Regions from separate parts of the Oryctolagus cuniculus genome. Here region 2 is linked to region 1. A link is a contact called in public Micro-C data. All regions are on one chromosome and are shown on one strand. The core of a region is the stretch at or near the end of the contact, and the rest is flanking DNA. Distances in the headings are between cores, read along the strand shown. Region 1 overlaps KCNJ4 (potassium inwardly rectifying channel subfamily J member 4). Region 2 holds the start of DMC1 (DNA meiotic recombinase 1).

Region 1 (7,306 bases), core at 545-3,044:
CCTCCAGGCTCCCAGGCCCAGCCAAGACTGACAGTGGAGTTTGTAACTATATATTTTTAATAAAGTATATGGTCCAGGAGGGGTAGGCTGGTTGTAGACGGAGGGGTGAGAAAGAAGGAGAGAGAGCATTTGGGAGCGTGTCTGTGCGTGCCTGTACCAGCACGCGCACGCGTATGTGTGTGTGTGTGTGTGCGTGTTTGTGTTCATGCTTGTGTGTGTGCCTGCGGGATGCGTACATGCCCATGTGTAAGTGTGTACCCACGTGTGTCGTGCACGTGCACGTGTGTGGCCCGTCCTCAGACACTGACCATGGGGGACTTGTCACCTGCGTTCTCCCCCTGGGAGCTACTGGGGAGGCTCCCGTCGGCACCACAGAGCCCGTGCCGGAGTCGAAGCTGAGTTATTACCTCCTGGGAGAGCCTGGCGGGGTGACAGGCAGCCCTCCTAACCGGGGTGGGGGCAGTGGGGGAGGGGACCTGACGCCGGCCACCGTGGTCACACGGGCTCCAGGAGCAGCGGGCGGCTGGTCCCTGCCCTGCTGTGGGGTCTCCAGGAGGCGCTCCCCTCCCTGGGCCTCCGCGGTCCTGGGCTGGGTCACAAGCACTCACTCAGGGCTCCCACCCTGGTTTCTCCCGAGCTCCCTGCGGCCGCTGTGCTCAGCTGGACGGCCTGGCTGTTTGCTGGCTGGGGTCCTTGGTCCTCCTCCAGGGGTCTCTCCTCCTCCAGCAGCCACCTTGGGCACCTCGGTGCAGCAGCCTTTGAGGGCAAAGGCAGAGGCTGTCAGGTCTCTGAACTTGTAGAACTGCCACTGGGTTCCAGTGGCCTATCCAGGTCACAAGGCCCTGCCCAGATTCAAAGGGTGGGGAATGGACCCCGCCCACCGCAGGAGCCCTAAGTCGAGGGGCCCTTCCAGCTCCAGCCCTGTCCCACGTGCCAGCCACACGCCCAGCATCCGGGCTGTAAGGAGGCAGAGGGCACCGTCCCTGCCCCCGGGAATCCCCTACCTCAGGAGCCAGCAGGCGAGCTCCCGGGGAGGGGCCACTCTGAAAGACCAGCACGGGCACCGTGCACCCGGCGTGCCTGGCAACAGTCTCACCAGGGGCCTCCAAGTCCCACCCAAATACCTGGGTGCACCTCTCACCTCCCTCAGTTCCCCGAACTCATCCCAGACCCCAAGAGGTCTCGTTGGGCAGGGGAGGAGGTGGGGGCTCAGGAGCCAGGGCCGGGAGACCGGAGGCAGAGGGGCTGCTTCCACTTTGCTCTCCGTGCCTCCAGCAGGGGCTGCCCCCACCTGACTTCCCAGCGTGCACTTGGCTGGGGCAGGGCTACTGGGGCGGGGGGGACGACGCCCTTCCACCCTCTGCCTGGGGAGACCCCCTCAGGCTCTCACCTGGGAGCCCCGGCCCCTCTCTCCAGCACTGCAGGCCTGGCAAGCCCTGGCCGGTCTCGCCCCCCTGCCCCTGCCTGCTGGGTTCTCCGTAAGGCTGCGCCGAGCAGCACCCACAGAGGACTCGGGCTCAGGTGCTCCTGGACTCAGACCCCAGGGCACATGGGGCCCACCCTGCGGGGCCCCCACCACACCCAGAGCTACGGGGCCCCTTCAAGGTCCCTCCCCAACATCCTGGCCCCCGTTTGCCACCTGCTCAGACACCCCTGGCTCTCCGGCCAGTCACAGCAAGGCGACCTGCGGGACGCAGGAGGGGCAAAGCCAAGAGCTCCTGAGCGCCAGGGAGGCACTGAGGGGGCGGGGTGCAGAGCTGCAGAGTGGAGCACAGGCGGGCGCAGGGCGCGGCTGCACGGAGCGGCTCCGCCCCAGATTCTGCCGCTCCCTCCGCTCAGAGCTGACTCACCTTCCCTCTCCCACCTGCTCCCCGTTCACAGCCCTCCCACCTGCCTCCCGCTCTGCTCCCTGCTCCCGCGTGTGCCGCTCCCCGATCTCCCCTGGCAGCCGTGGCGCTGCGCTGTGGGCATAAATCAAGCCTCAGCTATGGGGCTGCAGGCTGCAGGGGCCCAGCCGCTTGCCCCCCACTGCCCTGCCCTGCCCTGCCCTGCCCTGGCCCCTCCCGCTCAGTCACAGCCCCCAGGGAGTGGAAGAAGGGGAGCTGGGAGGGGTGCGGGGGGGGGTGCAGGAAGAGGGTGTGGTCTGGGGGAAGCTGACAGTCAGCTGCTTGCCCACAGCCCCCCCAGACACCAGCCTTGCGAATTCACTGTGGCTTCCTACCCCCCGCTGTTTCTGGAAACCTCCTTTCCTTAGGCGTTTAAACGCCTCACGGTGAAACAGAAGGACATCCGGGGGAGGTCAGCAGGGCACTGCGCCCAGGGCTGCTCCCTCCTGGTCTCTCTGAGTCCTCTCAGGTCAGCGGCCATGACCAGGACTCCTTCTTCCTGGGTTGCATTTCCTGGGTCGTGACTTTGCTGCGCACCGGCGGAGTCTTCCATGAGGACATCGTGCCCCGAGATCACAGGGCTCAGGGGCCTCTGACGGGTCCTGGGGGCAGCCCGAGCCCCGGAATGCGGGCACCTTGAACCCAGGCCTCCCGGCCCCCAGCCCAGCGACCTTCCCACGGCTCCACACAGGACCAGCTACGTCATTCGTGGGGCCCACGCTAGATGGGAGGTGTGGAATTCTTGTTCGATAACCAAGTAAACAGAGCCGTGAAAAGCAGTAAAATCTTGTGCTTTTCCTCGCTTCGGAGTTCCTCCTCTGCTCACACGTGTGCTGTGAAGTTCACTTGCAAAACACAAGCTCGAAGGTCGAAGGAAGACATTCTGAAGCGGAGAGCACAGGGCACGGGTCCCTGCGCGAGGCCGGCCCGGGACTGAGCTCTGCGGCCTCACCCTTCCCCCACTGCAGAGCCCCGGTGCTTCCTCCTCTCCATCCAAGCCCTCCGATGACCATCTGGGGGCAGCTTTGTCCCCCTTGTGGCCGTTTGCTTGGGCTAAGCGCTAACTATAAAGGCTGTCGGGATTCCAGGGAACGTTTGCCAGCCTCTCTGTAAACACAAGCTTCAGGGGTGGGCATGAGGACAGCACTAGGGGCCGGCGCTGTGGCGTAGTGGGTAAAGCTGCCGCCTGTGACGCCAGCATCCCATACGGGCGCCGGTTCGAGCCCTGGCTGCTTCACTCCCAACCCAGCTCCCTGCTAACGGCCTGGGAAAAGCAGCGGCGGATGGCCCAAGTGCTCGGGCCCCTGCACCCACGTGGGAGACCCTGATGGAGCCCCTGGCTCCTGGCTTCAGCTTGGTCCAGTGCTGGACACTGAGGCCATCTGGGGAGTGAACCAGCAGGTGGAAGACCTCTCTGTGAAAAGACACCGCTGTGTATCTCTGATCTGCGCCCTCTATCGGAGTGCCTGGGCTGGAGTCGCAGTTCCTCTCCCGACTCCAGTGTCCGGCCGCTGCCCCTGGGAGACAGCAAGTGGGGGCTCGAGCAGGTGCGCCCCTGCCACCCACGTGGGAGACCTGAGTGGAGCTCCTTGGCTCTTGGCTTCGGCCCAGCCCAGTGTCCAGCTGTTGTAACATTGCACAATGAACCGGTGGGTGGGAGCTGTGTCTGTCTCTCTTTGTGCTTCTCAAATTTTAAAAAAGCCAACTTTAGGGACTGGCACTGTGGCACAGCGGGTTAATGCCCTGGCCTGCAGAGTCGGCATCCCATATGGGCGCCGGTTCGAGACCCGGCTGCTCCGCTTCTGATCCACCTCTCTGCTGATGGCCTGGGAAAGCAGTAGAAGATGGCCAAGTCCTCGGGCCCCTGCACCCATGTGGGAGACCCGGAAGAAGCTCCTGGCTCCTGGCTTCAGATAGGCACAGTTCTGGCCATTGTGGCCATTTGGGGATTAAACCAGCGGATTGGAGACCTCTCTCTCTCTCTCTCTCTCTCTCTCTCTGCCTCTCCTCTCTCTGTGTAACCCTGACTTTCAAAAAAATAAATAAATATTAAAAATAAAAGCCGACTTTAGCACCCAAACCTCTCCACGAGGATAGTACAGAGCAGGATTGCAAAGAGGGGACAAGGAAAAAGCTTCAAAACCAAGCCCCCACCCCCTCTCCTCAGGGTGCTCCCCCGGCCAGTGAGGAAAAGTGGCAGGCACTGGGCACATCCGTGGGCAGGAGGGTGGCCCTGGGGCTCGGGGCCAGGTCCAGTGGCACTAGCATGCCTGTCTGCAGAGGACGGATCTTGGCTGGGAGGGCCCCAGAGTCTTGGGTTCGAATTCTGCCGCTGTCATACAGGAGCTCTGTGACTTTGGCCAAGTTGATTTCTGTCTCTGTGTCCAGATCTATAAAAGGGCATGGCTGTCTGTCCCACGTGCTCCAACAAGACCCCGCGTGTGACCAGGCAGGGAACGGGGTCAGGCACGTGACTGGAACCAAGACAACATGCCCTGCCTCTGGGAGGATTTTGGCTGGCTTACAGGACGAGCCCAGGTGGTTTACGAACGGCCTCTGAGCTTCCTGGCAGCCGCGCAAAAAGGGAAACCCGACGGGCGGCAGAGCTCTCAGTGCCTGAGCCCCGGTAGCAAGAGAAAGAGCTTGGGTTTGACTCCCTGTGGCCCAGCGCAACCTCCTCCCTCCTCTGGGCCCCTCTCCCCCCGCAGCCCTGGCGTGTGGCATCAGCCAGGAGGCCTGAGACAATCCTGCCACGCCTGTCAGGCCTGGGGCAGCAGCGGGCTCCCCCCTGGCTGCACCGGCTGCCCGCTGTGGCCCCAGTGCTCGGGCCGGCCGTGGAGGAGGCAGACCCCTGGGCAAAGCACACCGCGGGAGGGAGGCCACGAGGGGGCTTGGGTGCCCCCTGCAGGGGGACGACGTGCTTGCAGCTACCGCACAGAGCATCTCCCGACCCTGACCGAGGCCCCACGGAGCAGCACCTGCCCCGTCCACTTCCTGGGTCAGCTCACCTGACCCTCCCCTATCACGTCCAGGAGCCGCTCCGGGTCTGTCTGAGCCCCCTTCTCCAGGTCTCCCAGTCACCACCTGGTGCAGGGACAGAGAGGGCTCAGGGAGAGGTGGCAGAGACAGGCGGCCGAGTCGGGCGGAGAGGGGGCGGGACGAGAGGAGACCCGAGCAGACTGGCAGCTCAGCTATGGCTCCTCCCAAGGCCCAGCGAATGCCGGTGCTCAGCCTGCACCTGTCCACACAGGACCCGGGACTTTGGGGACGGGTGGGCATGGAGGGTGGCTGGGGCGGCGTGGGGGGTGTACCCCGAGGACAGCACCGGGGTGCTGAATAACCAGCTAAAGAGAATTCGGAGGCTGAGGCAACCTTGAACTAGAGCAGCTGCCCAAGCCTGGGCCACCCGGGGCCGGGGACCAACCGGTCAGCACCAGGCGCGGCAGCAGCGCCCCGAGCCCTTCCTTCCCTGGGGGTGGAGACAGCTCTGGCCCTGCCCTGGGGGCTGATCTGCATGGTCACGTGGGCCACAGCAGTAGCTGGAGAGGCCTGCACTGCCCTGGTTGCAAAGCTCCCCCTAGCAGGGCGGGGGTCCAGGTCCTTCCCTACCCTGTATGAAGATGGACAGGCTCAGCAGGGTCTTATCCCAGGTCGCAGGGCACCGTGGCCCTCGTCCCGAGGCTGCGGCTGCCAGCCCCCCCACCCCGCCCGGAAGGCAGACTGCAGATGGGGGGGCTTTCCCGTGCGGGCAGCGGTGAGCCATGGGCGGTCTGGGAGCAGAGGAGTGAGAGCCGGGGCCGGCATTCGGGGAGCTGCATGTGGTGGCTGAGTGGTCTGGAGTGGGAGCGGGCGGGGGCAGGAGCAGGAGGCGGGGGCGGGCGGCGCCGCAGCCGGGAGGGGCACAGCCTGCATGTAGCCCTTGCCCAGCTCCAGCTCCCTGGCTCCGGCGGGGGACGCTAGATGGACAGCAGGGAAAGGACGGGCCGTTCTCCCAGCTTGGAAACACAGGCAGGACCCGGGACTCCGGCCGAGGCGCACACACACGTGTGTGAACGTACGTGTGCATGTGTGTGCTTTGCAGCACGGTGAGCACCTGCCCCCCCCCCAGGACACCAGCGCTGCTTATGGCCCGGCCGCCCCCAACCCCCAGCAGCCAAAACCCAGGCTGGAGAGGGCAGGGGGCTGTGCGCCAGGCCCTGCGGGCTCGGCTACCACCGGTGCCCCCTCCCCTGCGGGGAGTCCTGGGCTTCAGCTGTAAACACAGAGGCCCAAGAGCAGTCCCTCCTCTGCAGGGGCGAGGCCGGGCGGGTGGGCCCCTGGGGAAGGCGGGCAGCCCCCGGGCCATCACACAACCTCCGGATGGACAGCCCTTGGGGCCTGCATGACCCCATCTCCTGGAAGCTCAGATGGAGACACCGAGGCAGCAGGAATGGATGCCCACCCCTCCCAGGTCGCCCCCGGGGCACTCAGGGGACAGTGGCTCCTCCTCGTCCCGCCCTCTGCTGTGCAACGTCCGGCATCGTCCGGACCTGGGCTCAATCCCGGCTCTGCCACGTGCTGCTGTGTGACCTTGGACAAGCGTCTCGGCTCCTCGGTTAATGGGGAGCCCCAGTACCCACTTCCATGAGGGTGGAGGGGATAAGGCGTGCAGCCCCCCGCACCCCTGCCTTGCACCCCACCCCCAGAGCCCTCATCTCCTCCCTCGGGGGAGGGGGGCTGGCCGCAAAGGGACTGGACAGGAAAGGACTCCTGCTCCTCTCACGCCCAGCGGGGTCCTGTTTTCGCTCCCCTTCCCCACCCAGGGGCCCAGAGCACCGGGCAAGGGCGTTTGGCTGCCCAAGGCTTGAGGCGTGAGGCCGGTGCCCGCTTTCTAGCCAGAGCCTCAGACTCCAGCCGCGTGGCCCAGGCTTGCGCCCCGCACCGCCAGGCAGGAGAGGAGCCCCTCGGGCTGGCCAGGCGCGAGCCGAGGGCGCGCAGAGGCGTCTGGTCCCCCCGCGGAACCGAGGGATCTGGCTGCGGGCAGGCCGAAGGAAGCGGCGGGAGCCAGGAGAGCGCGGCTCTGCCGGGAGGCCCTGCCCCGCTCCCGTCGCAGCGACTGCAGGGGGCGCGCGGAGCGCTCACCTGCGTCTCCCCCGCTGCCGCGCAGAGCGCGCCCCGCCGCCTCCCCAGGGAAGTCGGCCCCGGGCCCCGAACCGCGGACGGCACCCGCCCGGGCCCCGCGGGGTCCCTGCCCCCCACAGCGCCGCCCCGTGGCGGCCTCGGGCGCTGCGGCCGCTCGCGGACCCCCGCACCCCGACTCGGCGCGGAGCCCCGGCCCTCCGCGCCCCCCGCGTCGAGCACCCCGAGGGCGCCAGGGCTGTGCCGTCCGCACCTGGCACCTGCTCACCCGACACGTGCGCACCTGCACAGCTCCCAGGCCC
Region 2 (7,501 bases), core at 2,039-4,538, 120 kb before region 1:
TCTTTTTTTTTTTTTTTAAAGATTGATTTATTTATTTAAAGGTCAGAATTACACAGAGAGAGGAGAGGCAGAGAGAGAGGTCTTCCATCCACTGGCTCACTCCCCAATAGCCACAGCTAAGCCTATCTGAAGCCAGGAGCTTCCTCTGGGTCTCCCACTTGGTTTCAAGGGCCCAAGGATTTGGGCCATCGTCTACTGCTTTCTCAGGCCACAGCAGAGAGCTGGATCGGAAGTGGAGCAGCTGGGACTAGAACTGGCGCCCATATGGGATGCCGGCACTGCAGGCAGCGGCTTTACCCACTACGCCACAGCACCAAACCCAGTAAGTGTGTTTTTAAGTTTTGTTTCCTCTAGGATGGAAGCAAATGGCTCCAGAGAAGGCGCGTAAGTGTCTAAATCTCTCTGGAGCACTCAGTCTCTCTCATTTCCCTTTGCTATTGCATCGCGGTCCCACGACTGTAGAAAAGTGAGAACAGGGGCCGGCGCCGAGGCTCACTTGGTTAATCTTCCGCATGCTACGCCGGCATCCCATATGGGCACTGAGTTCTAGTCCCAGTTGCTCCTCTTCCACTCAGCTCTCTCCTGTGGCTCAGGAGGGCAGTGGAGGATGGCCCAAGTGCTTGGGCCTCTGTACCCACATAGGAGACCAGGAGGAAGCACCTGGCTCCTGGCTTCAGATCGGTGCAGCACAGGCTGTAGCGGCCACTTGGGGAGTGAACCAAAGAAAGGAAGACTTTTCTGTCTGTCTCTCTCTCACTGTCTATAACCTGTCAAAAAAAAAAAAAAAAAAGTGAGAACATCCACAGGGAACTGATTATTGTGTATCAGGGGAGGCACTCTCTAGGGTTCCCTCTACTTCCCGGAACTTCCCACACACCTCCTTCCAGATCCCTCAAGGACTGGGGTCGTGTTGTAGATTCCCCAGCCCCCAGCACTCAGCACCACGCCTGAGACACAGCGGGCCATCCAGGAATCTTTTCTGAATGAATTCAACATGTTTCAGGGAAAATCTACCAGTGAAAAGTCTTATGTTGTGACGAGCCTTCATTCTTGAATTCTCTGCGAAAGCATTTCTCAGGTTGAAGGCCCTGAAACTCCACGGGTACCTGTTGGCAGAGGCGTCCATAGCACTGGAATCATTCTACTCAGGTTCGGTTATAAGGTGGCTGTCCACAGAGGGGCAGTAAAGTGTAGTGTTTAAAATTCAGGTCTTGATTGTAATCCCGTCGCCTGTTCTTAATGTCTTAAGAATATCATAAGGCCGGCGCCGCGGCTCACTAGGCTATTCCTCCACCTTGCAGCACCGGCACACCGGGTTCTAGTCCCGGTCAGGGCACTGGATTCTGTCTGGTTTGCCCCTCTTCCAGGCCAGCTCTCTGCTGTGGCCCAGGAGTGCAGTGGAGGATGGCCCAGGTGCTTGGGCCCTGCACCCCATGGGAGACCAGGAGGAGCACCTGGCTCCTGCCATCGGATCAGCGCGGTGCGCCGGCCGCAGCGTGCCGGCCGTGGCAGCCATTGGAGGGTGAACCAATGGCAAAGGAAGACCTTTCTCTCTGTCTCTCTCTCTCACTGTCCACTCTGCCTGTCAAAAAATAAATAAATAAAGAAATAAAGAATATCATCAAGATGACACAACATTTAAATTTTTTATGGAGAAACTGTGGACTCCCTGAAGGATTTTAAAAAGTGGGCAAACGGTGCGAGTATTGCCGGTTACTAACCGACACGATCTGGCTAGCTGTGCTCTGTATGTTGAATAGGAAAACAGCATTTGCCACATGGGATATTTTTTTAGATGTAGACATATTTTCAGTCTTTTATGACTTTTGAGTTTTGCATGGTATTTAAAAATATTTTCCTCATTCTGAAATGTTAGTACATTGCCCCGTGTTTTCTTCTAGTATTTTTGTGATGCTGTTCATATTTAATCTTTGGATCCATGTGGTACATATTTTGGTATAAGGAGTGAAATACGGCCCTACTTTTATTTTCCATCCAGATGGGGTTCCAACTTCGCTGAGTTCACTTTCCCGCTGACTTGAAATGCCACCTTCATCATAGTCAGAATTTTTGCATGATATGAAAGACTAAGCTTTTCTGGTCCTCATTTGAATAGAAAGGCTTTCGTGCGCACTTCGTAACTCCCTGAGGGCTGCTGCTTTAACACTGGCAGGGTTGCACACAGCCATCGAGAGGGCAGCGACCCGCCATATATAAAGTTGCATGTAACGTCAGTGTGAACCCGCTGCTCCCACGGAGACGACGCAGCGAGCAGATTTCCATCCTCGCCCCGTGGATCTGTCAGCACCGAGCTCACTTCAGTTTCCCTCGCTAGCGCACGGCGCAGAACCCTCAAATATTATGAACACTTCTCCTCCCCAGCTGTCACTACACCGAGCCACATATGGTGCAGCTCCCTACACCATCTCGCTGCGCTCTTGGCAGCTCCTCTGCTCGCCGCATCCAGCCCCGCAGCTGCTGGGCCTGCGGAAGGGGGCCCGAGCAGAGCCGGCCCTCCCGCGGGGCGCTCCCTTCACGGACCGAGGACAGGCTCTCCGGTGGGCTCCGGCGGACAGTCCCCTGCGGTGGGAGGGGGCTACAACGCCGACAGCCTCAAGGGCGTCCTGCCACTTAAAAACTTCCAGTCAGGAGGAAACACTCCATCCTGAGTGGACAGCGTCGGCCCCAGAGAGGGAAACCGGGGACTCCGAGGCGGTGGGGACGGGCCCCGAACCAGCGTCGTGAAAGGTGGAAAAAAACCGCGAATCCAGCCTTGGCGGGGAGGAAAGGCGGCCCCGCGGGTCTCCGGCCTCCGGCAGCCACTTCCGCCCCTCCCCTCCCCGAGGGCGGCCAGCCCAGCGCCCCTCCGACGTCTCCCCCAGCCCCAGGGCCGCCCCAGCTCTCTCCTCGCCCCGAGACCCTCCTCCTCCCCAGCACACTTCCCGCGCGGCGCCCCGCGGCCCCCGCTGCTGGCCACCCCGCGCCAGGTCCGGTGGCTCCCTGCCCCTCGGCCGCAGCTCCGCCCCCTTGCTCTGCCCGCTCCCCACGGCCCGCCCCTCGGCCGGGCCCCGCCCCTCGCCCTGCGCCACGCCCCCTCGCCCTGCGCCGCTTTCCACGGCCCGCCCCTCGGCCGGGCCCCGCCCCTCGGCCCCGCCCCTCGCTCTGCGCCACGCCCCCTCGCCCTGCGCCGCTTTCCACGGCCGCCCTTTGACTTCGCCCCGCCCTTCGGCCCTCGCCCGCCCCCTCCCTCTGCGCCCGTTTCCTCGCCCCGCCCTTCGGCCCGGCCCCGCCCCCTCTGCGCCCCGCCCCGCGGCCCGAGTCCCGTTTTGGCGCCAAACCTCAGCGTTCTGGGTCGGCGTTAGAATCCTGTCAGCTGAGGGCCGGAAAGCCTGAGTGGGGGGCGTAAGAGATTCGCTTCGACAGTCCGGGGCCACCGTGGGTCTGAGCGGAGCGGGTGGCCGAAAGGGAGAGGCCGTGAGGCTCTGAGGGGCCTCCGCGTTGGGAGAGCGCGCCGAGAGCTGGTGTCGCGTGGGTCGCGTGGGTCGCGGGGCCGGGGCCGGAGACCCGCGTTCCGTGCGCGGCCCGGAAGGCATCTCGGATCTCAGCCGTTTCCCGCCTCCGTATTTGAGTCGCGTGGAACCCTGGCGGTCTCGCCCCGTGACGGGAGCATCGGGGGTCGGGGGACGCCCCGGGGAGAGGAGGGTCCCCGCCGCCCCGCCACGCCCCACGGCCCGGCGCTAGGTCGGTTCCTTGAGAAGCACCGGGACGGCCTTTCCGTCTGGTGCGGGCAGGTGCGTGGAGTGATTTTCCCTCCACGAGGTCCGCTGATGTGGAATTGGAGGGAATCCCACCCATAGCCGAGGGACGGGGTTCCAGAAGTTTCTATGGAACCCGCTGTTCCCAGGCACTGCGTGGTGGCTGCTGCACCTCTCTGCCTTGACGCGCCCCCTTTGTCCGGCTTCACCCCGACTTTGGTGTTAAGTGAGAAAATATAATAGACCAGAAAGAATGGGCATTTGCGCCATATTTTATTCTAATGGACACAGTTATGTCTTGTAGCTTCCTAAGATTTAAAAAAAAAAAAACTACCGTGTTAAATCAAAGACTCTTTAACTTAAAAAAAAAAAGATTTATTTATTTATTTATTTGAAAGAGTTACAGAGAGAGGCAGAGACAGAGAGAGGTCTTCCATCCACTGGTTCATTCCCCAGATGGCTGCAACGGCTGGAGCTGAGCCGATCCGAACTCAGGAGCCAAGCCCTTCTTCCAGGTCTCCCAGGTGGGTGCAGGGGCCCAAGCACTTGGGCCATCTTCCACTGCTTTCCCAGACCACAGCAGAGAGCTGGATCGGAAGTGGAGCAACCGGGACTCAAACTGGTGCCCATATGGGATGCCGGCACTGCAGGTGGTGGCTTTACCAGCTACGGCATAGTGCTGACCCCTAATCTATTTAACTTTTATGGGCTCTAATGTAACACTGGGTATCCATATTTTTTAAAAAAATATTTTTGAGGGTCCATCACCTTGGTGCAGTGGTCTAAGCCTCTGCCTGTGGTGCCTGCATTCCAAATGAGAGTTGGTTCTAGTCCCGGCTGCTCCTCTTCCGATCCAGCTCCCTGCTATGGCCTGGGAAAGCAGTGGAGGATGGCCCAAGTCCTTGGGCCCCTGCACCTGTGTGGGAGACCTGGAGGATGTTCCTAACTCCTGGCTCCAGATAGGCCCAGCTCCAGCCATTACGGGCACATGGGGAGTGAACCTGCGGATGGAAGAACTTTGTCTCTCCCTTTAACTCTACCTCTGAAATAAATAAATATAAAATCTTTAAAAAAATTTTTTAAGTTTCACTTTATCTGAAAGGCCAAGAGAAACAAAAAGAGAGCTTCCATTCACTGGAGAAGAAACAAAATAAAAAGAGAAGAAACAAAATAAACCTCATCCCCACCGCCCCTCGCATCCACACCCACAACAGAAATAATGCCCCGTGCCCAGCAGGAAGAAAATAGGCCAGCCCGGCCTTTCCAAACAATGTTGTGCTTACTGTGCTTCTCTGCTCCTTGGTGACTTTGAAATAAAATCAAAGCAGCCTCTGGGCAAAGGATTTTTTACTGTCCAATCTGACTATGTAAACAATATTTCTTATTTTCCCAGAATTGACTATTTTTTAGTTGCTCACCTTTCACTATGAAGGAGGATCAGATTGTGCTGGAAGAACCAGGATTGCAAGATGACGAGGTATGATGAGAATGCAGACATCCAGTCCTTGCTCAAAAAAGTTCCTTGTCTGTTAGCTACTGTTTTTAGAAACTGAGAGCAGAAATAAGACATAGTTATATATTACAAGTATGTAACAACTTGTTTCTCAAGGGGTGCTAAGATTAGCTACTTAGCAACTGCTATGAGAGTATGTTAATGACAACTGGATGGCCATACTGGTACCTGTGTTCACTGTACCCAGTAACACACTCTTCTGCAGGAGAAGAAAGTTGAGAAGACATATTTAAAATGTCAAATATTGTCCCACTCCTTTGGGTAACAGTTTTAAAGTTTTAGGGAGGCTATGACAAAGGTAATTGTCTTCCCAGCCCTTTCAATATTGGTGCTTTGAATTATGTAACAATGTGTTTAGAAAAAAATTATTGATCTTTTATCTGTCTAGAGATGTGGAATTTGAGACAGTTTTGGAGTGACTCATAGTTTTGAATTAACTCTTTAAACATGTGAAACAGATATGCAAAATTAAAACAATTTTTTTCTATTCCATCTCCTATAGGAATCTTTGTTTCAAGACATTGACCTGTTACAGAAGCATGGAATTGTAAGTAGTTTTTCAATGCTATATTAATCATCCAATTCATTTTTCTCCGCATCAGCCTTACTGACACTTGGGGTGAGGGTGGGGCGCTGTCCTGTTCATTCCAGGCATTTAGCTATATTCCTGGCCTCTATTCACCATATGCCAGTAGTACCCTTCCAGGTGTGACAACAAAAAATGTCTACAGACATTGTCAAGTGTAACTTAGAGGGCAAAATTGCCCTGGGTAGGAACCACTGATCAATTGCGAGTGTTCAGAAGTCCCTCCGCACCCATTCCCTAGCTCCTTATATGTACTGTTTTCATGAACAGAAAATGTAGTTCTTGGGGCCAGCTTTGAGATACCTCAGGTTAAGCTGCTGCCTGTGATGCTGGCATCCCATATGGGTGCCGGTTTGAGTCCCGGCTGCTCCACTTCAAATCCAGTTCCCTGCTAGTGTGCCTGGGAAAGCAGCGGAGGGTGTCCCAAGGGTGTCCCTGCCACCCACATGCGAGACTTGAATGGAGTTCCAGGCTCCTGGCTCGGCCTGTTGCAGCTGCTTGGGGAGTGAAGCAGCAGATGGAAGATTCTCTGTCTCTCCCTCTATCTCTGTAACTCTGCCTTTCAGATAAATAAAACTTAAAAGGAAAATGTAATCCTGTGTGCCAGGTGACTGAATAAATGATGTTGGACTTTGAGTAGCCAACTAGATGGATTTCAACTGTAATCAAGTAGTAGTAAAACTGTTGACATTATCTTTTGAAGCCCTCATATTTAATCTCTTTCAGTTGATTTTAGAAAATAGAAACAAGAGAAAATCCTGGTCCTTTGGTGATGTAGTTATTTGCATTCTCCAGGGGCAGATGAAAAAAATTTTACAAGAACATGTTGGAAATGAAATACTGTAGAAGAAAGGAGCTGAACTGAGGGGGTGAAATGTGTGATAAATTTGTTAGCTTTTCCACCAACAGACTTTTATTTTGAATTCCTCGTTACATTGCCATGGACTCAGTAACATTCTTGGGAAATCAGGGCACAGCCAGAACATTTGGCAACCTGCTGGGTATGTTCGACTTAGATATTTCCAGAACATTTGGCTACGTGGTGGGCGGATTCCACCTGGTTGCTTGTATAAAATTGGCATCCTGATGAGGGAGGTGGACACAAAAGCGCATGACATAGTATGGGAGCCTTTCAGCTTGGCGTTTCATCAATCTGCTGTGCCCATTCTTTTATTTGCAGAACGTGGCTGACATTAAGAAACTAAAGTCAGTGGGAATCTGTACCATCAAAGGGATACAAATGACAACAAGAAGAGCCCTATCCAATGTCAAAGGGCTTTCTGAAGCCAAAGTGGACAAAATTAAAGAGGCAGCCAACAAACTGATTGTAAGCAAAATCCATTCTTTGCCACTTTAGAATGACCCTGTGAGTCTTCATAGCCTTCCTCAAGAGAACACCAGGAACTGCTGTCGGAACTCTGAGTCCCTGTAGCTCACGACATAGTCTCCCCATGTGAACTTTTTCTCACTTCAGTTTCAAAGCAATAGCAATTCATTTCTGAAAGATAGAGGTGGAGGTTAAGAGACCTAGAACATTAACGAAGGTAATTGTTTTAACGGAAGCTTTTCTTTTGGTCTCCTTCTAAATTATGTCTCTGGCTTCTTTTTCTTTGCCTTTCCTTCTCCTTTTCAACTTGTTTGTTTCTA

Evidence for each region. A called contact is a pair of places that touch in the nucleus more often than the background predicts.
Region 2: a Micro-C map of ear pinna shows a contact between it and region 1, with 7 times the contacts expected there. The contact joins the promoter of DMC1 here to the enhancer-like site in region 1. A contact is called at or near these places in 2 of 6 Hi-C or Micro-C datasets (ear pinna and an unstated tissue).

What each region holds. Positions count from the first base shown.
Region 1 is chr11:115,083,954-115,091,259 of mOryCun1.1, reverse strand. It overlaps KCNJ4 (potassium inwardly rectifying channel subfamily J member 4), which reads left to right. Exons shown (of 2, transcript XM_051845911.2): 2 at 1-79. Among named protein-coding and RNA genes, the nearest start is that of CSNK1E, 19 kb to the right of the region's middle. Within about 2 kb of position 1,794, at least 2 of the 8 cell types and tissues checked have an H3K27ac peak or open chromatin away from gene starts, as enhancers often do.
Region 2 is chr11:115,205,093-115,212,593 of mOryCun1.1, reverse strand. DMC1 (DNA meiotic recombinase 1) reads left to right here and starts at 3,288. Exons shown (of 12, transcript XM_070051499.1): 1 at 3,288-3,402; 2 at 5,149-5,232; 3 at 5,771-5,815; 4 at 7,035-7,181. The coding sequence starts at 5,182.